Linked DNA regions of Mus musculus: regions 1 and 2 are each linked to region 3. The links are chromatin contacts, called in public HiChIP or PLAC-seq maps. All regions are on one chromosome and are shown on one strand. Each heading gives the region's core, a stretch centred on a gene start, on an enhancer-like site or on the middle of the called end of the contact. The rest is flanking DNA. Distances are from core to core; before and after follow the strand shown.

The links. HiChIP or PLAC-seq counts read pairs in DNA pulled down with a chosen protein or histone mark.
Region 1: an HNF4G HiChIP or PLAC-seq map of pancreatic cancer cells shows a contact between it and region 3. The contact joins the promoter of Wdr27 here to the promoter of Dll1 in region 3. A contact is called at or near these places in 8 of 39 promoter capture datasets (the C10 cell line, cranial neural crest, hematopoietic stem and progenitor cells and 4 more), 1 of 484 Hi-C or Micro-C datasets (liver), 3 of 115 datasets of contacts at active chromatin or transcription factors (bone marrow-derived macrophages, extraembryonic endoderm stem cells and pancreatic cancer cells) and 3 of 9 other capture datasets (adipose tissue, liver and macrophages).
Region 2: an H3K4me3 HiChIP or PLAC-seq map of neural tube shows a contact between it and region 3, with 9 times the contacts expected there. The contact joins the enhancer-like site here to the promoter of Dll1 in region 3. A contact is called at or near these places in 12 of 39 promoter capture datasets (the C10 cell line, the HPC-7 cell line, the SN4741 cell line and 8 more), 1 of 15 datasets of contacts at CTCF or cohesin (the NIH/3T3 cell line), 4 of 484 Hi-C or Micro-C datasets (bone marrow-derived macrophages, embryonic fibroblasts and myocytes), 21 of 115 datasets of contacts at active chromatin or transcription factors (bone marrow-derived macrophages, craniofacial prominence, differentiating embryonic stem cells and 15 more) and 4 of 9 other capture datasets (adipose tissue, liver, macrophages and 1 more).

The regions. Positions count from the first base shown.
Region 1 is chr17:14,941,212-14,945,140 of GRCm38.p6, forward strand. It overlaps Wdr27 (WD repeat domain 27), which reads right to left and starts at 1,913. Exons shown (of 25, transcript NM_175173.3): 1 at 1,886-1,913. It overlaps 1600012H06Rik (RIKEN cDNA 1600012H06 gene), which reads left to right and starts at 1,973. Exons shown (of 2, transcript NM_026451.2): 1 at 1,973-2,108; 2 at 2,356-3,929. The coding sequence starts at 2,402. The coding sequence ends at 2,959. Phf10 (PHD finger protein 10) reads right to left here. Exons shown (of 12, transcript NM_024250.4): 12 at 3,783-3,929. The coding sequence ends at 3,888.
Region 2 is chr17:15,107,353-15,111,230 of GRCm38.p6, forward strand. No RefSeq gene overlaps it. Among named protein-coding and RNA genes, the nearest start is that of Gm35203, 23 kb to the left of the region's middle. Within about 2 kb of position 1,584, at least 102 of the 459 cell types and tissues checked have an H3K27ac peak or open chromatin away from gene starts, as enhancers often do. A contact at or near this core is called in bone marrow-derived macrophages, craniofacial prominence, hematopoietic stem and progenitor cells and 4 more, where this site is marked.
Region 3 is chr17:15,373,551-15,377,665 of GRCm38.p6, forward strand. Dll1 (delta like canonical Notch ligand 1) reads right to left here and starts at 2,273. Exons shown (of 11, transcript NM_007865.3): 1 at 1,637-2,273; 2 at 1,116-1,409; 3 at 340-400; 4 at 1-144. The coding sequence starts at 1,690.

The DNA.
Region 1 (3,929 bases), core at 663-3,162, 430 kb before region 3:
AAATGTTTCTCAGTAGCTACACAGGTAGAATCAGGTCACTTCATTCTTGCGTTTAGAAACCATAATAGGCAATTCAACAGCTGATGGGCTCCCACAGAAAATGGCAGCATCGTAAAAATACCCTTGAACCTTCACTTACATCAAAAGATAAAGTTCTCCACGTTATCTAGGAAAGGAATTGAGCTCCAATTCCAGTACCCTGAAGACCTAGACATTGAGGATAACACTAACAAATAGCTATAGCTAACAGAGTGACATAAAACAGCAAAATGACACTTAGGTTCTTAATAAGGTTTCAGGTTCTTTCCTAAATTATCAAATATGATGAAAGATCCTATCTTTATACTTAGGAGTTGGTTGGTTTTTTGTTGTTGTTGTTGTTGTTTGTTTGTTTGGTTTTTTTTTTTCTTGTAAGCTACGAAGTAACTGGTATCCTGCTTTTGTTGGCCTACTAATTTTGAACTTTTGGGCCATTATACTGCATGTATTACCTAATGCTCTTATTTAAATGTGTCTCCCACAAATATTCCATATTGAACTCTGTCTTCCAAGGTGATGATGGTCTTAAGGCTCAGAGGGACAATGGGAGGTAATCTCGGTCTTGAATGTGGAACCTCCTTGATGCGATTGGTGTTCTTGTAAAATGAGACAAAGAACTTCTTGCCTTTCCACCCATTTATAAACCAGGAAAAGTCTCCAGACATGAAATCTAGTCTTAAGAACTGTGTGCATGCTTTCTCCTCCAGCCAAGCAAGATGCCTAAAGGAAAGACAGCCAAGGGAAGAAGGTGACCCTGAGCATCGCCGGTGTCAAGGACCAGGAGGCCAAAAAAGTGGTCAATCCTTAGTTTGAGAAAAGGCCCACGAATTTCGCCATTTGGGAAGGACATCCAGCCCAAAAGAGATCTTACACGCTTCATCAAATGGCCCCGCTACATCATGCTGCAGCGGCAAAGAGCCATCCTCTACAAGCGGCTCAAAGTCCCTCCTGCCATTAACCAGTTCACCCAGGCCCTGGACAGGCAAACAGCTTGCCCACAAGTACAGGCCAGAGACAACGCAAAAGAAGCAAAGGCTACTGGCCCCTGCTGAGAAGAAAGCTGCTGGCAAAGGCGACGTCCCAACTAAGAGACCACCTGTCCATTGAGCAGGAGTCAATATAGTCACCACCTTGGTGGAGAACAAGAAGGCTCAGCTGGTGGTGATTGCCCATGATGTAGACCCCATTGAGCTGGTGGTTTTCCTGCTTGTCCTGCCCAGGTTGGGGCGCCTGGTCCACAGGAAGAAATGCACCACTGTTGCCTTCACATAGGTTAACCCGGAAGACAAGGGTGCTCTGGCTAAGCTGGTGGAAGCTATTAGGATCAATTGTAATCACAGATATAACGAGATCCGTCGCCACTGAGGAGGCAACGTGCTGGGCCCTAAGTCTGTGGCTCGCGTTGCCAAGCTGGAAAAAGCAAAGGCTAAAGAACTCGCCACTAAACTTGATTAAATGTACACTAAGTTTTCTAATTACTAAATTACTTCCCAAAAAAATGTGGGGGGTGGGGTGATGGCAATTGTGGGCTTGGGGGGGGGGGAGGAATCATTTCTTACTAGTAGTTCTCATGTTGAAATTTATATTTCCCTTCTGTCATGGTTTAAGACAAATCCAAAAGTGTCCCTCCCGGTGCTGCCCGCACTCAGGGGCTTGTGCTGCAGGGCTTAGGGAGGCCACTCACGCGCGGCTCTGGGGGCGCGGGAGGAGAAGGCTGGACCGGGCGCGGCTCGGCCCTCCGCCATCCGGGAGCAGGCTTCCCAGTCATCCCCTCAAGGGAGCTTGTCGCAAGCTGCAATCCCTGGCAGCCTCACCGACCGTCCAGCCCACTTTCCCCGGAACTCACCGACCACGCCAGCCGCGTCGCTATGGTTACGGGGGAAAGCTGCTCTATTCTCGCGAGAGCCTGGCGTTACCTCACTTCCGGTCCCTTAGGCCGGAGTTGGTTCCCAAAAGCCCTCGCTTCCGGAGTACCACACTTCCGGGCGCGGCCTCTTTTCCGCCAGCTGGGGCGAGTTCCAGGCTGAGCCCGGGTGCTGCGGGTGCTGCGTGGCCTGCGGGGCGTGGCGGTGAGTTCGGGGTTGGCGACCTCGCTATTCTCCAGACACCTGCGCCCCCAGGGGCCTGTCCTAAGGTCCCTCTTACCGCTTCCCTCTTCCCACCCGCCTCCTCTGCTCCTCCCTCTCTGCTGTTCCCTACTCTTTATCCCTTCTCTCCTTCCCCTTCCCCACCGTCGGTTCCCGGGACCCAGGTGCACGAATCTTGGTCTGCGTGGACGAGCACCTCGGGTCACGCCTGTCACCCGTACCTTCCCAGCACAGCGACTGCAGATGAGGGAGTCCCCGAGTTGAGTGCCCCAGCGATGGCTACTCCCTGGAGGCGCGCCCTGTTGATGATCCTGGCGTCCCAGGTGGTGACCCTGGTAAAATGTTTGGAAGACGACGACGTCCCGGAGGAGTGGCTCCTTCTGCACGTGGTCCAGGGCCAAATAGGAGCCGGGAATTACAGCTACTTGCGGTTGAACCATGAGGGTAAAATTATTCTCAGGATGCAGAGCCTGAGAGGGGATGCGGACCTGTACGTGTCGGACAGCACTCCGCACCCGAGCTTCGACGACTATGAGCTGCAGTCTGTCACTTGCGGCCAGGATGTGGTCTCTATACCGGCACACTTCCAGCGACCGGTCGGGATAGGAATTTATGGACACCCCTCTCACCATGAGAGCGACTTTGAGATGAGGGTATACTATGACAGAACTGTGGATCAGTACCCATTCGGAGAGGCTGCCTATTTCACTGACCCAACAGGAGCCAGTCAGCAGCAGGCTTACGCTCCAGAAGAGGCAGCCCAAGAGGAGGAATCAGTTCTCTGGACGATATTGATTAGCATTTTGAAACTGGTGCTTGAAATTCTCTTCTGATCCCTTGAATATGCTGGAGCACAAACCCTTATTTTCACAGAGCGATTACAGTTTGCTGCGAACCTAGCTACTTGACCTGGTGAAACTCTGGTTACTTTTTTCTAGACTAGGATGGAAAAATAAAGCCATACAGTTTTGTTACCTCAGTTTACTCCCCAAGCAGGAAAAGCAGCAAGCACAATATTTTAGAGATTAAAATTCCTATAAAAAGGAGTCTGCTCAATAAAATGTTTAAATGCATTTTGGTTAGTCAGGTGAGTAAGAAGATTACAGTAACAGGCTGTATAAATCAGATTAAACTTTACTGCTGGTGCAGAAGTTGATGACTGTAGAATTTATAGACATTTAAATGAAGTACAGCACTTCGAGTTTTAAAGTCTTTAACATTTTAAAGCCAGGTGGAAAATGCAGTGACAGGTTCGCTCTTCCCAGAGCCTCTGCACAGTAGGGGTATGGTACCTGATACCCAAGCAAGCTCTCCTGGCAGCAAGTATTGACAAACTGTTGCTGTGCTGGTGATTTAGAGTCCAAATCCTGTTGTACCAGATCTTGGGCCATTTGCCCTTTCCTCTGCTTAGCCAGATTGGAGCTTTCTGGTTATTAGGTAACTATGATACTACCTAATCAGGTCAAGACAGAGTCATAACAAGTGGTAACTTTGTTATATTCAAGAAGAAATACTTCAAATTAAGTTGCTACTACCTCTTTCTGCTGATCTCTGGAAAAAACAACACTATGAAATTAAAGCCTGGGGAAATGAGCCATTTCTCTGACTTTGTTTCAAGGGTAGAAGTTGCTAATAAAGAAATAAATCAACTTGATGTTTAAGGTCATCGTTAATTTCAAAAAAGTTTTTATTGGCATAAAAATGAAAGTGTTGTAAATAAATTGGCACCAAATATCCCAAACATGAGGGTCAAAGCCTATTTTACCCCTCTTTGCTGTTTTTCCCCCTTCTGCCCACTTTCCT
Region 2 (3,878 bases), core at 334-2,833, 270 kb before region 3:
ACATAGGCGGTGAGCTGACATAGGAGGAAGGGACACCCCAGCGGGGCAGCTGAAGCTGTGAGCTGAGGTTGGGGGTCACAAACACTTATCTCATCTCCTGTGCGGTTTTGTTGTCCGAATGCAGCATAGCCTGTGCTCCACAGACCTTATCTGCAGGCTTGGAAATCCCCTCAGTTACAACCTGCGTTGCTGCACCCAGCTGGGGCATGGGCTAATGAAACCTCCAGTGGTGGTTGGCAAACACCAGAAGTTGTGGTGTAAGGCAGGGGCTGGCCTTGACTTTAGCTGTTGCTAACCTGAGTATGGCAGTGTCACTGGGACAGTTCAGCTTGGCTTGCTTAGCCATCACTTCTACCATGTGCTTCTGAGCTCCCCTGTACCCTGGGTGGCAGGGGACAACTCTGCACTTCCTTCAGTTGTCCTGTGGAGTTCACTCTGGAAACACACACAAGAATTCCACAGCAAGCCGGGCGTGGTGGCGCACGCCTTTAATCCCAGCACTTGGGAGGCAGAGGCAGGCGGATTTCTGAGTTCGAGGCCAGCCTGGTCTACAAAGTGAGTTCCAGGACAGCCAGAGCTACACAGAGAAACCCTGTCTCGGAAAAAAAAAAAAAAAAAAAAAAAAAAAAAAAGAATTCCACAGCAGACAGTAGGGGGTGGCTACCAATGGGCCATGCACCCCATTTAATCGTGCTGAATTCATAAGATGGCAGCCGTGCAACTTTCCTGTCCTGATGAAATATGCTCTTCCTTTCCTCTGTACCTAGCTGATGCTGCAGCTGTCCACCTGTGTGTGCTGTGCTGCACTGTGCCCACCTGCCCATGGGCATCCAGTGATGCTGATATAGATGACAATCAGCTTGCTGGGGTGGTTGGGACTGGGGAATGTCGTCTGAGCTCCGTTGCAGGGAACTGACCATTTCAAGCACCTTTTCCTTGCGCCTGCGTCTGAGGCACTGAGTTTAGGGTCAGTCTTCCCACAGGAGTGTCTCATCAGCAGGGTGTCCTTATCTAAATGCAAAAGCGGATTCTGAGAGTTAGTGTGTATGGAGCCAGGTCATGCAGGCTCGTGCATAGGAAGGATGTGGGAGCTGGGCATACACTGGCCACTCCACATTTACAAAGGAAGCACTGCCAAAATGGAGCCCCACATCAAGTTCCTCACAGCCATAGGCTCAGGGTATGGATCCATGTGCTTTTCTTGGTGCAGGACTGTGGAGGAGAAGACAGACCATGAGGCCATGCTGGCCCTTCAGAGGGTACATGAGCAGGAGCCAGGGTATTTATTGCCTTTCACCCTCCCGTTTCTCCCAGCTCCTCTCTGCCCAGACAGGACAGCAGTGTGTCTCCAGGCAAAGTGACCAAGCCGTCTCAGACAGGCAGCTGGTGACAGAGCAGAGCACGTGTCTCCTCTGTGGTTTTAATCTTCATACTTCACAGGACCGCAGTCTGATTGATGGAATTTTTTTAAAGCCTTGCTTTCTGGAGGCTGGGAGCCTCCTCCTCACCCGCACAGAACATATGTGCACATATTCCCCGGGGTGGCGTTTGAATGTGTGCATCGTGTGGCTGCGTTTGTTTAGTGTGTGCCTCTCCCCATCTGAGGGGACCTTTCCCATGACCCTCGGCTTCCTCGGTGGGCTGTTCACTGCTGTCTGGGGTGGGGGCCCTTCTGGGAGCAGCCAGCCTCCTCCCACAGCCGTGCTCCAGGCTGATGGATCATCTGATGCCGCATTCTTCTTCCCCATAGCTGCCGGAGAAGGGGGGCAAGGAAGAGGAAAAGAAATAAAAGATCCCAAACAGCTCCCATCTGTTGCGGGAAGATCATAATGCTTGCATTTACCCAGCTTTTCGACTGAGGGGCTTCGAGAGTCTTATTATTTTATGAGCCCCCAGAGTACACAAAGTGCAGGCTGAATCTAGCAAGCCAGCTTGGGTCGGCAGTGGAGAGGGTTGCTGGCCAGTCACAGGCTCAGGATTCGCATTCTTCTCTTTTCCTGCCATTCTGATCTGTGCCTATCTTCTACCATCCTGCGTGTCAGCCTGGTCTTGGCCCCTGGACAAGGTTTCTCCTTGTCCTCTGCCAGTCTCTCTCTCCTCTAGGCACTTGACCATCTTTACAGGTCATGCTTTGTTTACATCTCCCTTAGTCTGAAACTCCCTTTGGCCTCCTGGGTATTCAAGGCCTATGATGGGTTATTCTGCGAAGTCTCAAACGCCAGTTCTGACACTTGAGTCTAGCCACTGGCCCACCTGAGTCTCTGGGTCCTCATCCCTGTGGGCAAAAGCAATGGCTATCCGTGTTTATGCCAGCAAATACTCAGGAAATACAGCCTCACCATTGCCCCTGTCTGTGGAGGTTCAGGTGGGAAGCTATTAGTAAGTCCCCTGTCACACACTGCCCAAAGAAGCCAGGTGAGGCCATACGAACAGGTCAGGGTAGCGACTGTGTCAGCAAAGTCCTCCTGTCATGTAGGAAAGCACTGGTAGCAAGCAGTTCAGTGTCCCTGGGCAGGGAAAGCAGCAAATCTGAGACCTGAGCTGAAGAAGGGAGCATGCTCCTCCTGTTTTGGGATCCTCCCTTTCCCTCTGACTTTAGAGGTCTCCACCGAGGGATCTACAGGATGGAGAAACTCAGGCCTGAAGTCACAGCCTCAGGAGAGTCTTCTAGAATTCTAAAATGCCACGAAAGGATGGTGGTGGGACCATCTACAGCAGAGGTTCTCAACCTGTGGGTCACGACCCCTGAATAGCACATATTTACATTACGGTTCATAACAGTAGCAAAATTACAGTTATAAAGGAGCAACAAAATAATTTTATGGTTGAGGACTCACCACAACATGAGGAACTGTATTAAAAGGCCACAGTGTCCGGAAGATTGAGGACTGCTGATCTACAGAGACCTAAAGTTGGACTTTGTTACAGACACTTCTGTCACCCCAACTTTGCAGCGGGTGGAACAGACAAGCTGAGTGGGACATACCAATTGCTTGCCCATGTGCAAATCCTTGGCACACGTGGGTTCTCATGACACAGGAAGGCAGAGGGATATACTCTATAGCACCCTCTCCTCCCAGAGCACCTGTCTGTGACTGGCAGCAGACTCCAATAAGCCTGTCCTTCCTCCTCCGCCTCCTCCTCCTCCTCCTCTCCCTCCTCCTCCTCCTCCTTCCTTCCTCTCTCTCTCTCTCTCTCTCTCTCTCTCTCTCTCTCTCTCTCTCTCTTTTCTTCTCATGAAGAGCTGCTGGAATTCCGAGCCACCAGAGTTTTCTATGTAACAAGACTATCCCAAGTTCAGGTTTCGGAGTCTAATCTTCTGGAAGCTAGCTTTCTTAGCATGTTGCATGATTGTAATTGTCTTGCTATGGCATGAAGTATGATTGGGATAGTCTTGTCATGGCATGTTGCATGCCTGTAATTGTCCTGTCATGACATATGGTATGTTTAGGAAAGGATTGTTGGTGCTTCTGTAAGCTGTTTGTTTATCTTTGGATAAATATCAATTCACAGTAGTTGCACACATTAATATATTGCTGTGCCACTACACACACACACACACACACACACACACACACACACACACGCACATGCACACGCTCACATACATCTTTATGTGGACAGATGGACACTCAGCAACATTTGTCTCATGTCTTCCCTTTAAATATTTAACAAGGAGAGCGCAGTGTTATGGGAAAAGCAGCGTAAGATCCAGACACGTTGGCCTGAGGAAGTGATTTTTGCCTCTTTATGTTTAGCTGCTTTATTTTTAGCAACAGCACACACAGCCCCGAGCCCTTTCTGTCTGTGATTTTCTAGGGACTGCATCATTGTGGAGATGCTACATGTCTGTCTAGTCAAGGCTGTGTTCTCTCAGC
Region 3 (4,115 bases), core at 1,023-3,522:
CTCCGTAGTAGTGCTCGTCACACACAAACCGGTAAGAGTACCGGAGGTCTGTGCGGCCGCTACTGTGAAGGTCCTGAGACCATTCTTCTCCCACAGTGAGGTGCCTCTGTGTGGTCAGGCGGCTGATGAGTCTTTCTGGGTTTTCTGAGAGAGAAGATGCTCAGGTTGGTAATGATAACACCTAGACGCTAGGAACCGAGAGAGTGGTATGGATGCTGTCAAGCCAAGGACCCTTCTTCTCTGAACTCCAGGTGCAGAGTGAAGGTAAGAGGCCTGGGCTGAGTGGGTAAACTGTGTATCAATGGGGAGAATGCATAGTTTAGGGGCTTGGAGTCTTACCTGTTGCGAGGTCATCGGGAGAGTCTGTATGGAGGGCTTCAATGATCAGAGAGAAGGTACCCTAGGGAAAGGGGAGAAGATGCTTGATAACCGGAAGTGTGGAGGAGGAGGAAGGGGAGGAGGAGGAGTTGGGAGACTAGGAGTGGGAGGAGGAGGAGCTGGAGGAGGAGGAGAGGCATTAAAGAGAACCAAGTACAGAGGCTCTCAGATCTCTGTGTTGTGCCAATGAAGGTCAACTCCTATCACTTTCCTTAATTAGAAGAATTTTAAAGAGTGTCCCCCCCCACACACACACCGTGTGTGGGTTTGGTTTTTTAAAAACATGTTAATACAGGAAATTGTATTTTAAAAAGGGGGGAGAGTACTTGATGGAGCAAGGTGGGGTGCAGGAAGAGGAGAGGGCAGCTGTCATTTGTTTTCTGGGGGTGGAACCTCGAGGATGGAGAGCAGCCCCAGCACTGGTAGCAACCCAACCAAGGCCTAAGAGCTAGGGGACAAGAACTCTCCCAACTTTGGGGGTAGGGGAGGGAAGCATTCGACCTTTCAGGTAAGTAGGAGGTGTGTGAGAAATGCCCAGGGCTTGCAAAAGCCTCTGGGGTTCCACACCCCCTCCTCAACTGCCAGTCAGTTCCCAGTAAGAAGTCAAGACCTCAGGCGTGTCTTTGTGGGATTCCCCAACCCTTATCAGTGGCCCTTGCCTTCTTCCCACTGCCAACCACCAACCAGCCACCCCTACCCCTCCAGACCCAGCCGAGTGCGCGCAGGTGCCCACTCACTGGCCAGGTGAAGCCGAAGGGGAATCGGATGGGGTTGCTGAAGGCGGGGTCGATGCCTGCGCCATCAGGCAGGCTGAAGGAGTCGACACCCAGCACTGGCGTGACAGCACTGCCGTAGGTGCAGGGTGGCTCCGGTGACACGCTGGCCTGGTAGTGCTTGAGGCATACGCGAAAGAAGGTCCTGCAGGCGCAAGGCGGGCCAGAGCCCCCGCGGCAGCAGTTGCGGTTCCCCAGCAGCCCCTTCTTGTTGACGAACTCCTGCAGCTTCAGCTCAAATACGCCGGAGCTCCAGACCTGCGCGGGGAAGGGGCGTGAGGTCGCGCCGGCGGCGGAGGGACCCGGGGGCGCGCGGGCCCTTGCTAGGACGCAGAGGCCGAGCGCACCTCAGCGCCCATCCGGAGCTGCCCGCTGCCGGGCAGCTCTCGGGGTCGTCGCTGCCGGAGTCACTTGGGGATGGACAGCTGATCGGCTGGTCCGACTCCCCTCCCTCCACCGCGCAGCAGCCCCGCCCGGCCCCCTACCTGGCACAGCAGGGCAGAGACCACGGCAAGGGCTAGCGCGCTCCGACGGCCCATGGTACCGCTGGACGCCCTTGCTCTCCTAGAGTATCCTCTTTTCTTTCTTCTTCAAAGACCCAGGGATGCCAGGAAAGTCTATATGACCCGAGGAGTACTGGCGGAAAGGCGTCTCTCGGCTCCAGGTGTGCTATCAGGGCCAGGTCGCTTCAGGAGGGTGCGGTGCCTTCAGCTAGGTCCCCGGCAAGAGCTCTACGAGGCACTGAGAAAGGACAACTTTCGGTTTCCTCTTCGTCTGGCTTTCAGTCCACGGAGAGGTGAGTGTCTCCTGCTTTCTGGTTTTGTCTTAAGCTTCTTCGCGGAGGGAAAGAGGAGAAAGGAGATAAGACACAGAGGGAAGAGAGCCCAGATGTTCAGCTTAATTCCCAAGAGAGCTTGCAGTGGCTTCCTTCGCAGGCCTATTAGGAAGCGGCGGTCTGGAAATCCCACCGGTGAGGCGATAATCCGGGGCCCCGAGGGGCGCGGTGGGAACGGTGGTGGCAAGGACTGCGGCGCGCGCCCTGGTTTCCCGGCCCGGCGTCACTCGGCAGCCGCTGCCGCTCCCAGAGTGTTCTAGACCGGTATCTCTTGCACTATCGCCAAGCCTCGCGTCTTCCTCAAGAATTCAGCCAATGCCATGCGAGAACACACACCGAGGACCGGAGGCCGAAGCGTGGGAGGCTCCGTGCCGCACCGGTGCTCTCCCGTGACCTGCCCTGGTCAGACAGGGTAACCGCGGGTGCACGCCGGAGGATCTGGCCCGGGCTGGCGCCTGCCACCCTTAAATCCTGCCGGCCGCTCGCATAACTAATGAGATGCAAATGAGCAGCCCCCCAATCTGGCGAGAGCTGTCACAAAGGAGCCACTTTTCCAAACCCTCCTCTCAATGGATCGCCAAATGGTCAGTGAGCTGTAAAATGTGCAACCCTCCTCCCCGCCCCCCACCTCCCCGCCCCCTAGTCCTCTCTGCCTCCGCCCTCGCCCCTTCGCCTCCCTCCCCCAGCGCAAAACCCGCTCATTTACATTCCTGCAAAACGTTCCCGGAGACGAACCGCTCTGCTCCCGGAGCTGGAGCTGAGGCCGCGTCGCCCACCGCCCCACCGCCACAGGCCCGAAGACCCTAGGCACGCTGGGCGGCCTGAGCCTCCCACTCGCGGTCACCGCTAGACTCGCTCGCAGGACGCGGCCTCCGGACCTTGGCGTTTCCAACACTAGCCGCCTAGGCTCTCCTCGTTTGTTCAGTCCTAGGGACTGAGGAACCGGGGAGAGGTTAGAGGCCCGCGTCCCTGCTGCTGCCCCTCCTCCCTGGCAGCCTCTTTCTAAGGAGGAGTCTCCCGGAGGGGGCGGGGGCGGGGTGCCCGGTAGGAAAGGGACCCTTGAAGAGGTGGGCAAAGGGTGGCAAGAGCACCCCGGCAGTTTGGGAAGTTTGGGGAGGTTAGGCACGCTTATACCTCTGGTGAAGCCTGGCGATTGAGCCTCGGAGAGTGCCGATGGGCTAGCGATCCGGGCCGGACACCCCCAGACACCGCAGTGTCCCGGAGCGCTGCTGTCTCCGTGTTGTCCACGATCACTGGAAATGGGGAATTGGGGTCCGGATAGTGTATTCCCTGAGCCAGCAGAGCCAAAAGCTAAGCTTACCCCTTTCCCGGTGTACACACCCTCTCCCGGGAGATTTTCAACCAACACCACCTTCACTGGTGTCCGGTCCCACTCTCCTGGGTATTCCCCTCAGGCCTCCCTCTGCTTGGTAAAAAGTGAGTTTGGTGTGTGTCGTTCGCGTGGCTGTCATTAAGGCAGTCTGTTATTGTGCGAGGCTGAATCAGTGGCTCTTTGTGCGCTCAGCTGTATGGTAATGCAGACAGCACCTGCTCTCTGCACAATGCGGAGAGAAAGAGCTCCCCTCCGCGCACGCCGCGGCCTCTGCGACAATGTCCGGCACATGTTTGAAAGACTCCCCCCACCTCACCCCCCAACACATAACCTTTACACAACCGTCACCTTATTAGGTTTTTACACATCCATCAGACACTAGAACTTTTGTTTTCTTTTTTTTCTTTTTTTTTTTTTAAGGGAAATGAGTTTATTGGGAGGGCCCAGGACACACGTATCACAATGAATTACCTAAACGGCTCCCCTGGTTACAAGCTCCAGAGAAAAGTAAATGGAGATATAGTCTCTGACTTAGCACCTAGCTTTGTGTTGAGCATGCCATGAGCTGTATATTCCCATCTTTAGAGGGGCCTCTTTACTCCACCCCCACCACCTAGGCAGCTTCATTAGAATCCCGAGGTGTGATTCTTGGAGCTAGTGTTCCTTTGATTGTAGCACAGCCCCTAGGGTGTACCTGACAGGTGTCCTCACTGTAGGTGTTGCTGTCCTGTTGGTGAGAATGAGCCCTGTCCTGGCAGAGTAGCTTGATCATTTAGGCCAGTATCTGGAGCAAGAT